2 separate regions of the Bicyclus anynana genome follow, and region 1 is linked to region 2. The links are chromatin contacts, called in public Hi-C maps. All regions are on one chromosome and are shown on one strand. The core of a region is the stretch at or near the end of the contact, and the rest is flanking DNA. Distances in the headings are between cores, read along the strand shown. Region 1 has its middle 25 kb from the start of LOC112054612. Region 2 overlaps LOC112054591 (homeobox protein homothorax).

The links. A called contact is a pair of places that touch in the nucleus more often than the background predicts.
Region 1: a Hi-C map of whole larva shows a contact between it and region 2, with 2.7 times the contacts expected there. The contact joins two enhancer-like sites. A contact is called at or near these places in 2 of 2 Hi-C or Micro-C datasets (whole body and whole larva).

What each region holds. Positions count from the first base shown.
Region 1 is chr21:13,656,467-13,664,311 of ilBicAnyn1.1, forward strand. No RefSeq gene overlaps it. Among protein-coding and RNA genes, the nearest start is that of LOC112054612, 25 kb to the right of the region's middle. Within about 2 kb of position 3,060, at least 2 of the 8 cell types and tissues checked have open chromatin away from gene starts, as enhancers often do.
Region 2 is chr21:13,594,767-13,601,534 of ilBicAnyn1.1, forward strand. The region is part of intron 11 of LOC112054591 (homeobox protein homothorax); the gene reads left to right. Among protein-coding and RNA genes, the nearest start is that of LOC112054612, 88 kb to the right of the region's middle. Within about 2 kb of position 4,510, at least 5 of the 8 cell types and tissues checked have open chromatin away from gene starts, as enhancers often do.

The DNA.
Region 1 (7,845 bases), core at 1,810-4,309, 60 kb after region 2:
CACTCGTAGCGTCGTAGCATCGTAGCATCGTAGCGGCGTAGCGGGCGGGGTTTGAAAATGGCGGCCGACAGTGAGTAATGGCACGCCGGGACGGGTCCAGTGACGCGTGCCGCAGGGTTGCCGCTTTATTGCTTTTCCATTTTAATATTTTATGAGTTGGACTCTCATGACAATAAGGAAAATGAAAATTGTTTACGTATTTAATACATTTTAAATATGTAACACGGCCAGCTGAGCCTACTTTCTGCTGGTATTTTAAAAACAATTGACTTAAAAATTAGTAAAATATCTGTAATATTCTACGAATTTCGTCATCGTTATTGTCGTAAGATATCGATGAAAAAATTCAATGAAATAAGCCTGTATTGATCGAAAACCGATCGCACCGATTATATCTTGAGCCTTCTCCAAAAACGGCGTCCTTTAACCCATTGGATATCATTAATTCACCCTGTGGAGTATCGACCAGCATTGCTCTTTCTCAAAGTCTTGTAATAGAAATCGAAGTAAAAGTTAAAGGAGAAAGTTTAATTTGAAATAATAATATAGTAATTCAAAAAAGTCTAATATAAAAATATACTCGTATAAGTAAGACATTCGTCAGCGTAAGATTTCTACCTTACAAGAAGATATCACGATATAATTTGACACTTACTTAAATGTTTTAATTTTTTATTTTCACGTCTATGAAATGAGTTTTATGGAGAGTGTAATTACATATTTGGAATGTATCAAACCAAATGAAAAACATGTAATGAAATCTAATAATAGTAATAATAATAATCGTTTATTCTCTATAAAACCGTAACATAATAGGTAAAAATACCTTAACTTTTCTGTTCTGTTTGTAATTATAGCAGCGTTTACTACCGATTCAGAGAAAAACGTTTATTATATTATGTGTCTAAGTACTTATGTAAAAACGTCATGCAATCTTACTGCGACTGCTCACCTACCAGTAATGTAAATGTACCAGCAATGTAAAAAAGGATGCCGGGTAAAGTAAGTAATTTTATACTTATTACGTATATACCGTGGCAACGCGTAATGACGTGTCTCAAATATATGCGCCGCATAAGGTATATCAAAAATAAACAAGTATGTTTTAATTTTATATTCAAAATTAGAATCTTAGTTCCTCGAGAGAAGAAAGTGAAAAATTAGAATTATGAAATTATTATTTTTTAGCTGAGTAGTTGTAATGATTGAAAAAGTTTCATAATTAATAGTATAATTCAGTAGGCTTGGTTCACAAATACTTTTTTAATATCAAATTTGTTTTACACTCTACCCAGGCTCGCAAGGGCTGAGAAGAGCTGCCAAGTAAAATTATTTACCAGTAGTGCCATTGAAAATATTCCGCAAAGCCGTAGAAGTTAATCGAGCACGAGCTATACCTAACTACATATAGAAAATGTATTATTATATAGAAAATTTATTTTTATAATTATGCAAATAATAATTAATTGACGTTCTCAAATAAGAAAACAATATACAGTTCCAACGACGATTGCCAACCCTAGTTTTTTCCTACAACGGAGCACTGTAAGCAACGCACCGATTGTATCGCCCGCGGATGCTCGGAGCGGCACATTTGTCAACCTTAGCCTCCCCCCTTCTCCACCCCTCGCAACCCTCGCTCCCAGCGACAAAAGAAACGCGAGATGCCAATTTATGTCGGCCTGGTAGCTATGTGATGCGTATACAGCTGATGCCCTGGTAAGAAATTAAAAAGAAAATGGTTTCTCACTTCACTGTTTATCTAACGTAATGTATTTTCTAACTCCTAAGTTTCCGACCTTGTATGTACGAGTAAATAAGCTAAGTCGAAGCCAAAAAATAAACATTTCTGCTATGTGATACTACGGATATAGCTGATAACAAATTGAGAAAATAGTTCCTTATGTATTTAGAAAAACATTAAACAAAAATCAACTATATTAGAAAAGAAAATGATTATCTTGAAAAAATTGTAATCTTGATAAAATGATAATTGTTTTTTATAATACTCTTTTAAATAGCTATTGAAAAAAAAGGAATAAAAATTTTATAGTTTGTTTGTTTGAAGGAACATTTACAATATACATTACATTTACAAACATGACCAAAATGAATTAGCACTTATTTTATTATATAAATAAATAAACAAATAACCTTGATTAACACTGAATTCATAAAAGGTATTATCCATAATAACTCATGTCGTCCTGGTAGTTGTGAGATGCATAAACCTGCGACGTCCTAGTACTTACAAACACGTATTTCTTTTGATGAAAGTCCTAGTAGTTTTTAGGGTCCTGGTACACTAAGTACCCTGAGAGCCTGGTAGTATTGATAAGAACTTTACATCTAGATGAATTATTCATTTATATTTATTATTTAGTCATTAGGGGTCTGGTGATGGAGACGAGGGACAGTTACGAGGACTTCTCAACGGCTTACAGTAGCTACCATGTGATTGGACTTGATTAAATTGTATTTATAAGAACATTACATCTAGATGGGTTGTGACTGTCATTAGAAGTATAGTGATGAGGATGAGAAGAAAAAGTAACAAAGAATATTTTAATTCATATATCATAGGGGTAAACGAGGAGTGATTTATAAAAGGTTTAAATAGTATTTTTCAAAATTGGTTTGGTTTATTGTACCGAGGTACGAGTACATAAGTACTAATTATAGCAAAATAATATCCTGGTTTAAGGATTTATAACCAAAATTCTTAATATGTTTTTTTACAGTTATAACATGTTATCACTAAAAAAGGAAAAATCACAAAAATGTTTTTACTTAAACTAAAAAGCGAAAAATAACACCGTACTATCTGCTACCTTCTGATCAGTTTGAAGGCGGTAGCAAGTTAGTGATGTAATTCAAGCCGTTTAAATCATAAAGATTTTAACTGGATTTGCAGACAGTTCTTTCAAATACGGCTTTAATTAGCACTATTTTTAAATGATAGTGATAAAAATGTGCACTTTACCCACAGTGTTGCGTAAAGTTGTCATTTAACAAGTGAAACACAAGTTTAGAGCCACTCCGTCACTCGGCCGCCACGTACATCACGCGCATAGTGCGCGGCCGCGACGTCGCGTGATGGATCCGCCGCGACGCGACGCGACGCCCGTGAAAAACGTCGCGTCGCGCCGGCTAACGGCCGTGTCGATTGTCGCGGAACGTGCTACCGACAGCAGAAAAGGACACCATCGTATAAATAAACTTTAAGTCTGTGATGTCAAATTAACCTGTTTTCTCAAGTGCTTATATTCGTTCGTTATCAACCCATATTCGGCTCACTGCTGAGCTCGAGTCTCCTCTCAAAATGAGAGGGGTTAGGCCAATAGTCCACCACGCTGGCCCAAAGCGGATTGGCAGACTTCACACACGCAGAGAATTTTGAAAATTAGAAAATTCTCTGTTATGCTGGTTTCCTCACGATGTTTTCCTTCACCGTTTGAGACACGTGATGTGTGTGTAGTTTCATAAAATGCACACAACTGAAACAGAGGTCATGTCCACTGGGCTATCACGCATATAATATATTCGTACGCATGTAATATATTCGTTCGTAGTTAATTTATTACACGATACTAAAACAAAACCAAGCTTTTTCACAAAATTTTGTCTGTCAGTCTGTCAGTCAGTCTGTCTGTTTGTCAGAAATGGCTCCACCGATTTTAATAGGACTTTAACATTAGGGCAACATACAGGCTCCTTTTTATTTATATTTGTGGGATATGCATGGATGTTTTCTAGAGTGGGTGATTTATATTTTTATTTATTAAGTGATTGCGACAAAGTTAAATATTATCTCAGCACACCAACCTACATTGTAGCAGCGTGTTGGGTCTAAGCACCAAATCCCCTAAACTATAAGAGTCTATAACTATAAGTTTTTGTCAACTATGGGTATGGGTAAGTTGATTCAGAATAATTGAGTAACCGCTTATATGATTCTTTCTTGCTGTTCAATTTGAAACTTTAAAGTTTACCATTTTGCTGACCGTACATGTAGCAACAAACGCGATCGCTTTCCGCGCGGGCCACTGAAAAATATACTCCGAAACCGCGACGCGTCAGTCACGTTCTAACACCGCCACGAACTACTGATGCCCTGGTACTGCAGCTATTTACATTGCCCGATCTACCAGGCTGGCAGAAAATACAGGAAAGTGATATATCATCATCATGATAGTAAATGATTAAGTATCACTCTCATCATTTTCAAATGATACTGCTAAACATTTGATTTTCTGTAGTTTTGTAGTAACTTTCAAGTATAATGGTCCTGAGGTCATCTTGTTTGTGGTTACAATACAATACAATAATAGATCTTCTCAAAACGGCATTTAAAAATGAATGTTCCACAAACTAAATCGATCTTTTTATAAGATGTTATTAAACGTTTCTGATTCATTCACCTTCATTCCTTTCAAGTTTTCTCCAGACTCTGCTGCACATAAGATAGAAAAGTACAGAAAAAAGGACGGATCATTTTAGAAAATATTTTTATTTAGTTTCGGATGAATTAATTTCAAGAAATTGCTCTTAACTTTAACCAGCCTCCATTAACTTAAGCCGCCAAGAATCATGAACGGAACTTGATAGTAGAGCGACCATAACGCATGGCCGCCACAAAACAATAACAATAATTTCAACGAAAACGGAAATCTCCTAGCGAAAAATCGTTAAAATAGCGGACAGAGTCCAGCGCGCGCCATCAAAGCAGTTATTTGGTCCATTTAACGTGAAATACTTGCTGTGGATGTACTAGGAGCGCAAGGCAATAGAATAATAGATCAGAGCTAGTAGTCCTTTACCTTGAGTATAGCAAACTTGATTTGTAGCCATCAGCTTTTTGAAAAATCAGTCATGAATATTCATTATTAATTTTTTAAAAATAAAAAATATAAAATCACTATTAAAAATTTATGAAAAACATGTATTTAGTTTATCGTTATTTTTAATTTAGGTGTCTCTTAATAACTCGAAAGTATTCGCTTATTCTCCCGGTGCGATAGACGTATTAGGATTTAGGAGTGCAGAGGCGAGAGAGAGGTTTTAAAACCTGATTTATTACTATGGGAGATATAAAAGCCCGCGCATCGCTGCGCGCCTAGTAGGCGCATGTCCCGAGCGCTCAGTCGCAGCAGGGTGCTCCTTTGACCGCAGACCCCGACGTCGATTCCCGACCATAAAGCCCATCCACGTTCTACACATACAGGGTGTACTTTCAATATTAAAATGATTTAGAACAGTCCATGTCATGATTCATTGAAACATAAAATCGATTGTAATGAGACAGGTTAGGCCTATTTTATGATATAAACACGAAATCTGTCTGGCATAACTTATGAAATCTCCACTAGTACAAATTCATTTTTGCAACACTTGTTGCGAAGTTAGATACGAATAGATTGCATTTATTTTATAATAAAATTTATTTTCTATAAATATCTACTAAAAGCTATTTCAATATATGCTATGTTTCAATGTTTTAATAGTTATTCTGCTATTCAAGGCAAGGACAAATCCAGCAAAGATTGATCCAGCAGTTAAGTTATATTTTAATAAATAAATGCAAAAGATTATCAGGCAATCTCAAAAACCACTTTTCGCACAAGATGAAATTTAGCAGGGAGGTAGTGTACCTATAGTTAGTAATGTTAGTAAGTATCCGCTAAGAACGGATTTTGCGATAGGGCCGGATTAAAGAGGTCTAAAGGCTCTAGCAAATTAGTAAATCAAAATCAAATCAAAAATCATTTATTTCAAGCAGGCTCAGTATGAAAGTTCTTCATTTTTCATGCTACAAACTTGTAAATTGGTAAAAATATAAAACATGTGCAAATATAAATAGAAGGTGGTGAAATAGGGGTTGAAAGTTGACATCGATTTTCACGCGGATGAATTTTGAAAACAAAGATTTTATTGTTTGTATGTTTTGAATAGGCTCTGGAACTAATGAACCGATTTGAAAAATTCTTTGACTGTTGGGAAGCTACACTAAGACACTATCCCCGAGTGCTATAGGGTATATCTTATCCCCATATTCCTACGGGAACGGGAACCACGCGGCGTCTGCTAGTAATTAAATAAGCGTAACTAACCCGACTCTGTTTTATACGAGTAGATAGATATAGATTTCTGAAGATAAAAGCGCCGCGTCTCTAAGATTAATTCGACGCGTAAATATTTCCTGTCATAATGTCTTGCAAATTAACCTCTAACGGCCATTAAGGAATTTAATCCATATGTATATGTTAATGCTCGACATAATGGGACGAGACAAAAGTTGAGCTATTAACCAGTTTATTGGGCCTGTTACTTTGGACGTTAACATTAATAGATGTCATTTCTAGATAGACTAGCTGACGCCGCGCGGTTTCACCCGCGTGGTTCCTGTTCTCGTAGAAATACGGAGATAATATATAGTCTATAGCCTTCCTGGATAAATGGGCTATCTAACACTGAAAGAATTTTCCAAATCGGACCAGTAGTTCCTGAGATTAACGCGTTCAATCAAACAAACAAACTTCAGCTTTATAATATTAGTATAGATGATATTTTGGATTGTGGAAAAATTAAAGTCATTTGCTAGTCGGAAAAAAATGTGTTAGAACTTAGAAGTGGGTAAGACAATTTTTTTTTGTTTTTTTATTGTTTACAAGTTAGCTCTTGACTACAATCTCGTCTGATAGTAAGTGATGATGCAATCTAAGATGGAAGCGGGCTAACTTGTTAGGACGAGGATGAAAATGCACACTCCTTTCGGTTTCTACAGGGTATCGTACTGGAACGCTAAATTGCTTGGCGGTACGTCTTTGCCGGTAGGGTGGCAACTAGCCACGGCCGAAGCCTCCCACAAGCCAAAATACTCCACTGGACGTGATCGAACCGAAATACGACCTATCGGTGTTGAGTTGAGTCTTTTACCGCTGAGCTATTGAGTATTCACTATAGAAGCACCCTGTATACAAGTTAATGGCTATAATTAATTACTGGACCAGTACAAGCTTACTGTTCATGTTGTTAATTGAAAGTTGAACTGCGATGATTTGTTGACCTTCGAGGGACGTGGGTGGGACTCGGTACTAGTTGACGGGAGCTCAACCTATCAATAGTTGATGTATATACTTGTAACTGGATAGTTGGTCCAGTTGTTTGATCGGTTGAAAATCCCGAGGCCAAAGTGTGTCACTTAATTTTTGACAGCCTCCGTGGCACAGTGGTAGGCCGTGGCTCGTTATCACCCTACCGGCAAAGATGTACCGCCAACGATTTAGCGTGCCGGTACGATGTCGTGTAGAAACCGAAAAGGTTGTGGACTTTCATACTCCTCAAAATCAAAATCAAATCAAAATCAAAAATCATTTATTTCAAGTAGGCTCAGTTTACAAGCACTTTTGACACGTTTTGACTATTTGTAAAGATTCTACCACCGGTTCGGAAGGCAGGTTCTGCTGAGAAGAAACCGGCAAGAAACTCAACAGTTGCTCTTTTTAAAAAATCATACAGTATTATAATTTACAATTGATGATAACATTACAATTTCCTATAGTTTCTATTTTTGTGTGAAGGTGGAAGCTGATCCAATGGCCTCCAAGCGTTTTTATCTTTAAGGAACTCATCAATGTTGTAGTACCCTCGACTAAGTAAATGTTTTTAACACATTGCTTAAAGCTATGTATTGGCAGGTCTATCACAGTCTTGGGGATCTTATTATAGAAGAGTACAAGTATGCCCTCATATCAAGTTTGCCCGCATCCATCTTAGACTGCATCATCACTTACCATCAGGTGCGATTGTAGTCAAGGGCTAACTTGTAAAGAATAAAAAAACCCA
Region 2 (6,768 bases), core at 3,260-5,759:
AATTAAGAAAATTCGCTGGTATGCAAGTTTCCTCACGATGTTTTTCCTTTACCGTTTGAGACACGTGATATTTAACTTCTCAAGTATAAACACAAAATTATCCATATCATATTGACATCGCTTTTTAGGCCACGCAAATTTGTAGTATAATTTCCTCGTGGTTTGCGGATCTCTAAAACAAATTGCCAACTAATCATATCGCGTTACTAAATGGGCGATAATTCCAAGTGAGATTGATATGTAATTTCTGAGATTCGATGTTAACTAAACGGTGTGCAATTTGACGATGACTAGTCAAAAGGCGGACTGACTGTTGTTAGGGATACATCATTTCCGATAATTCGATGTGTCATTTTGCGAAATTGTCGTAATTTTTTACAACACGCTACCAGTTTGCTGTTATGTTTTTACACGGAGCATAAAGGACATAAGTTACTCATATGCGGTGTTTTTTATCGAGCACGCATTACTTGAAGAAATTAAATATCACGCGTCTCAAACGGTGAAGGAAAAACATCGTGAGGAAACCTGCATACCAGAGAATTTTCTTAATTCTCTGCGTGTGTGAAGTCTGCCAATCCGCATTGGGCTAGCGTGGTAGACTAATGCCTAACCCCTCTCATTCTGTGAGGAGACTGGAGCTCAGCAGTAAGCAGAATATGAATAATGATGATTTGCTTTGTTCATCATCATCACCATCACATTGCACGTCTCTTGAATTGCATATAAGCCCTCTGTTGGGACTTACATAACAGTCTTGAGCCGTGCGACGATGTCGTCGGTCGGTCCTAGTGGAAGAGTCCTATGATCGACCAATACTTACGTCTGGTGTAAGATTTCATCACTTTGGAGCACTACATTTTTCGTTTCTTTGATGGGTACCTACTTCGGTTTGGCACTTGTTCTACGAGGATCTACATAATATGTCAGTAACTGGCCTTTCAAAGATATTCTGAGCGTAGCTCTCTTCATTGCTCGCTCGACTTTCGTTGACTTTTTTCTGTGGAAAATAAAATCTGTGAAAAATCCATCAACCTATAAAATTTAACAAGCAAAATCTCCCGAAGATTTTTAAGTATCGGATTTGTATTAATGTTGATAGAAGATTCCTTATCAGTTATAATCATTATCACTAATTATTAACAGTCGTTAGATGTCCACAGCTGGACATAACCTCTTGCATAGACTTCCAAACAAAACAGTCTCAAGCCGCCAGCGTCCAACGGCTCCTTATAGCTACAAACCTAAATTTCCTTCGTTACTTCTTATTAACACACATTAGTCATGTCAAAAGTCATGTAAATTGTCTAAATGTGTGTTGTAGTAATCATTACAACATAATTTATTGTCTCTATCAGTTTATCATATGTATTGTGATTCAAAAACTAGATCTACCTTCACAGTTGTCGACTTTGATTGTTAATATTTGTGTTTTTCTGTTACAGGTAAGTTAAATTATTCATAGCTGTGATGACGAGATAAACTCCCGTAAGTAGAGCCGTTTATTTATTGTATTACCTATATGCTGACCCGATGGACTTCATAGTTGCCTATTGTCTAACATTACAAAGTGCAACTCCCAAACAAGTTTTTGAGTTCATCCTCCTCCTAACAAGTTAGCCCGCTTCCATCTTAGATTACATCATCACTCACCATCAGGTGAGATCGTAGTCATGGGCTAACTTGTAAAGAATAAAAAAAAAATAATGATATATATTATAATTATTGAAATAAAACGTTTATTCTCAACCAAACTAGACACAAGACACGATATCTCCGCGTGTAGATCGTAATCGAACCGTAGCGCGTCACTCGATACATTGGATGCTCGATGATGAACGAACAAATCGAGTACGAACATCGATTACTATCGCAACGTATCGAGAACTCCTTTGTCTTGTTTATAAGCGGGTTGCCAAGTAATTAGTATCTACTGTTAAATTATGATAATTATTATTACAGGTAGGTAAAACGTAATGTTTTTTTTTTATTTTCTACTGGATATCCTGAAGAATCACGTCTCTAGGTGGCAACCCTTCAGAAACCACTGTTAACGATCAAACTTTAAGGGCCTTTAAGGGTTGCCATAAAGTTAAGTGTTGAAGACTGTGGACATATCTCAGGATTTCCCATAGAAAATAAAATACTTCGGGGTCTGTACAATTGAGGTTTTCGTCTAATTATTATCACCATTAATTAATAATAGTTACCTGACGTTTCGAAAGTGCTTGTAAACTAAGCCTAATCGAAAGAAATTAATTTTGACTTTAAATTTGACTTTTTTAGCCACTTGAAATCTGTTACCTTCGAAAGCCACGGTCCAAACACCATACTGTAGGTATAGTAGATACCTACCTACCTACGAATATCTGACCAATAATGGATTATAATCTCTCAGAGACTATTCTCTCACTTAGAGAGATTTAAGACTGTGCTAGTAGTGATAATCTGGTATGGTTCGAACCTATAGCCACTCTATGTAAGTCCGGCCATTTATCGCGGAGCTATTGAGGTTTATAACTACCAGAGGCGTAACTAGTCGGTACATAATTACTAATCAGAAAGAATCTTGAAAATAATTTCACTTTCAACGAGTCCCATCTCGGACGATCTTCCAAAAGAATATTCACATAGTGACATTTGATTCCTTTTGATTCGAATTTACGCGTCCATGGCTCGGGGTCAGAATGTTTCTTTTTTTTTCTCTTCTTATCCCTCCCGATGGAAGGCTTAAATTTCTGATGTGATCTCGAACGGCGCATACCAAGCATATTTGATGTTATTTCGTTATTTTTTTCTACCGGCCGGTATTATGTGATATTTTTTTTGTTCGGAGATAAATTCGACGCAACATGGAAGGGTACGGTTAGGTGATATTTTTTTTTACCTCACTGCGCTTTAGGGCTGGCGTACACTACACAGTTTAGTAATTTTGTAACAGTAAATAAATCAAGAAATTAAGTCGAGGATACTATTACAAAAGATTCATCTCATTCTTTGTCTAAGCAATACACATTACAATATGTAATACAAAAAATTACCTTATTTATTATACAATGCAAAACAAAGTATTAATTCTTCTAAGCAATCTGCTTTTTTCTGTACACAAGACATATGGCATGAACTGTAAAATTATAGGGTAGGGACAATAATTTTATTTACTAATGAGCAACTGCTGATTTTCTTGCCATATCTTGCTTCCCAAACCACCACATTTTTATAAATGTGTCATTAGTGTTCTTTGTTTCACAGGGAATTGTATGACGTGCCTATGGTGTCTTATGAAGCGTTTGTCTAATATTATTACCATTGGGGTTAAAAAAATATGGGTACCAAATGAAACGGTTTTCCTTCTTTTGCGCAAACACACCTTCAGTGTATACTACCTAGAGGTAGTATACACTGAAGGTGCATTGTAAACGCAAAAAAACAACACAACCACTTTGTAAATTGGGTTTAGAATCGCTCAACCAGGGCAGCATGAGTGTAGTGAGGATGTAAGCTGGCAGCTTTCTCGGCAACAAGACAGCCGGGCGTGAATTAACGCGCTTTCAAATTGCGATCCTTGGGAGCAACGCCGGGGAATGCGCCGGGCCCGGATACCGGTAATTTTGTTAACTTAGATGAAGATCTGAACGCAAGCACCCGGATCCCTCGGAACTAGTAATTCGCTTTAATACTCTCCGGGATGGCGTTCGAACAAAATAGTTTTACAGTTTAATGCAATAGTTCTGCACGGAGCGACGAATGGGCGAGATGATTGTTTTTCCAATGACTTTGGGAACAGCTGGCCTATTCACTGTTTTGGTCTTTAATATCAACCTATTAGAATAAAAAACAAATCCATTAGCAAAATATAATCTACCTACTATGAGATATCCACCAGTAGGCACCGGATGACATTTGTTACATAAAGAATCTCAAATTCGTATACTACGTCAACTAGCATACGTCAAAGATAGTGAATAAGTCTGCCGTTTGAGTTATCTTTATATCTTTAATTAGACTTTAAATTGCAATAATTCCCAAAGAAAGCAATGATAGGGTTGCCTAGAAAATGCCTATAGACTTGAAGATGTATAAATTATAGAATGGCAGAAAACTTTAAAACATTTTGCTTATATATTTTTTCTTGATAAGTTAATTGACACCTGAAGAATCTTATAGCTTACTATCCTGACAACTGTATAGTATTATGAACGGAACCCACGATCTTCCGGAAGCCGTTGCTTATTTATGGCGTATACATTTCGACAGTTCGACGTCCCTCAGGTTCCCATCGTGAATTTTCTTCCCATCGTCCGCCGCGTTGCATAAACGGGGCCACTGACGTTTGGTGTCATTAAATCTCGTAATAGGGTATAATAAATCGCAGGAGGCGGCCTGAGCGGGGCGGCCGGGCGGCTGTCATCGTTTGTCAGGGCATTTCACGCATTGTTGGACAATAACGCAGGCGGTATTGTGCCGCCATGACGTGACGCGGGGACTGACCGCCGCGTGTCATGACGCCCTGGTCATGCTCACTGTGTCATGAGTGCTTGACGTCGCCGTTACTCATGAGTCATGACACAGTAGCATACGTACATCTCTAGCTAGATAACGAATACTCCGTCGTTCTCCTCGTCCTAGTAACATTGCAACTACACGAAGTAGTAGAAATATTAATAGCTTTCGTTAGCATTGCGGAAAAAAATGATTCGCCTGCTTGTCTTTGTAGAGGTAAAAATCTTACCTATATCTTACGTCATCAACCCATATTCGGCTCACTGCTGAGCTCGAGTCTCCTCTCAGACTGAGAGGGGTTAGGCCAATAGTCCACCACGCTGGCCCAATGCGGATTGGCAGACTTCACACATGGTATGCAGGTTTCCTCACGATGTTTTCCTTCACCGATTGAGACACGTGATATTTAATTTCTTAAAATGCACACAACTGAAAAGTTGGAGGTGCATGCCCCGGACCGGATTCGAACCCACAACCTCCGGAATCGGAGGCAGAGGTCATATCCACTGGGCTATCACGGCCTACTGGGCTATCACGGCCTATATCTTTATAATTGTTATTAATTGGGAATACGTCATTTGTACTAAAAAATCGAAAGTACAGTTAATGGTCAAACGATGTTTAGTGGCTTATGTACTGATGTCAATTTTTTAAAATTTCGTAATTCCAGATAATTTAATTTTAAGAAACTACGTTTAATTAAATTTCTACACTTTTTGATGACCTGTAAATTTTTTATAGGGTAACTTTAGCAAGTATCTTTTAATTAGGTAATTTTAATCTATAAAGCGGAACTGCGTTTCCGAAGCGGTAGCAGCATTAAACAGGCAATCTTCCCGTCAGCATCGGGGGCTATCCGAGTGTGCGCGGCCAAATATTTGCGGGTGTCTCATAAATTCAGGCGCTCGTCCTACCAGGATAACATACATAATGCGGCGCTCCACGGATCGGTAAACATATTGTAATGGAAAACGCCATCATTGTTTGCACTTTATGATGTCCTGGTGTTGTAAACTGACGCTTCGGACGGGAGTGAATGATAATTTCCCAGGGCCATAGTGGTGGGGGCGGGTGGGTGTTGTAATTCACTTCTACTGTAAACTTACTGTTTCCGAAGCACGGTTAATTTTCATCTCGTCTCATCTCTATAGTGGTAGTTAGTTGCATTTTACGCAATAACTACTGCAGGTTTTGTTGTAAAAGTGCTCCGTTATATGCTCGTAATTTACATATGTACATTACATATAGTTTGTTTATCTACCCTGTCCAAGTACCTAAACTTAAAAGCCATTTTACAATATTTTTATTTAAAATTACACGAAATAATACCAGCTCACTAGATCTATTTATATAGGATTTGTGATTTTTAACTTAAGTTCTTTTTGAAAATGACGAAAAAAAATAAGATTATGTTAGTTCTTTAGAAAAATAATCCTAAAAGGTAAATATATGAGGATTACGATATAAAGGCTACGTCTAAAACAGCAAAATTACGATCGGAGAGTAAGTCGCGCGTCGCGCGTCGCGGCTAATCCGTTAAGATATTCGGGCGGCGACACTTCGTAAATCGCGACCTTTTGTAGCCGACGCGACTTATCTTTCACCTACGAAAAACGCTGTAAAGAAGAATTACATACTTATTAAATTTATATTTTACGCAAAACTTTTATAATTCTTCTCAATTTATTATGGTAATAACTTTTAGGGATTGTAGTTTACTGCGACTACAAAAACGCGAAAACATTCAATTATTTGCAGTAATAGAATTAAATATTTAGGTTCAATGTCTCAATAAAATTATAAGTATTTATATTATAAGTATGAAAAATAGGTGTACGCTATTTTTCATTGTAGAAAAATGGTGTTTGTGCCACTAAAAATTAAAAAAATACCTGAAACTATACCGCGCGACAACCTTACCAAGTAGTGTTACACTTCAAAACAGCAACTAAATATATTATTCTCAATATTTCTTTGACTGATCAAACGACACAAAATCGCGGCTAAGCCCCCATTCGCACTAGCGCTTTTTTAACGGACGTTAAATGCATTACCAAGTATATGTTCACACATCTATAAACGCGACGCTTTTTTTCGAGCTGTGTTGAATTTTCAATTTGGGCGTAGACCGTCATTTAACTTCATACTATATTTGGAAGCTTTTAAAAAAACGCTCGTGCGAATGGGTGCTATCTTAACCAACAAACCACCACGCGACTCTAAGACGCGCTCCAAATTCTAATCCGTTAAAATATTCGCGGTGCG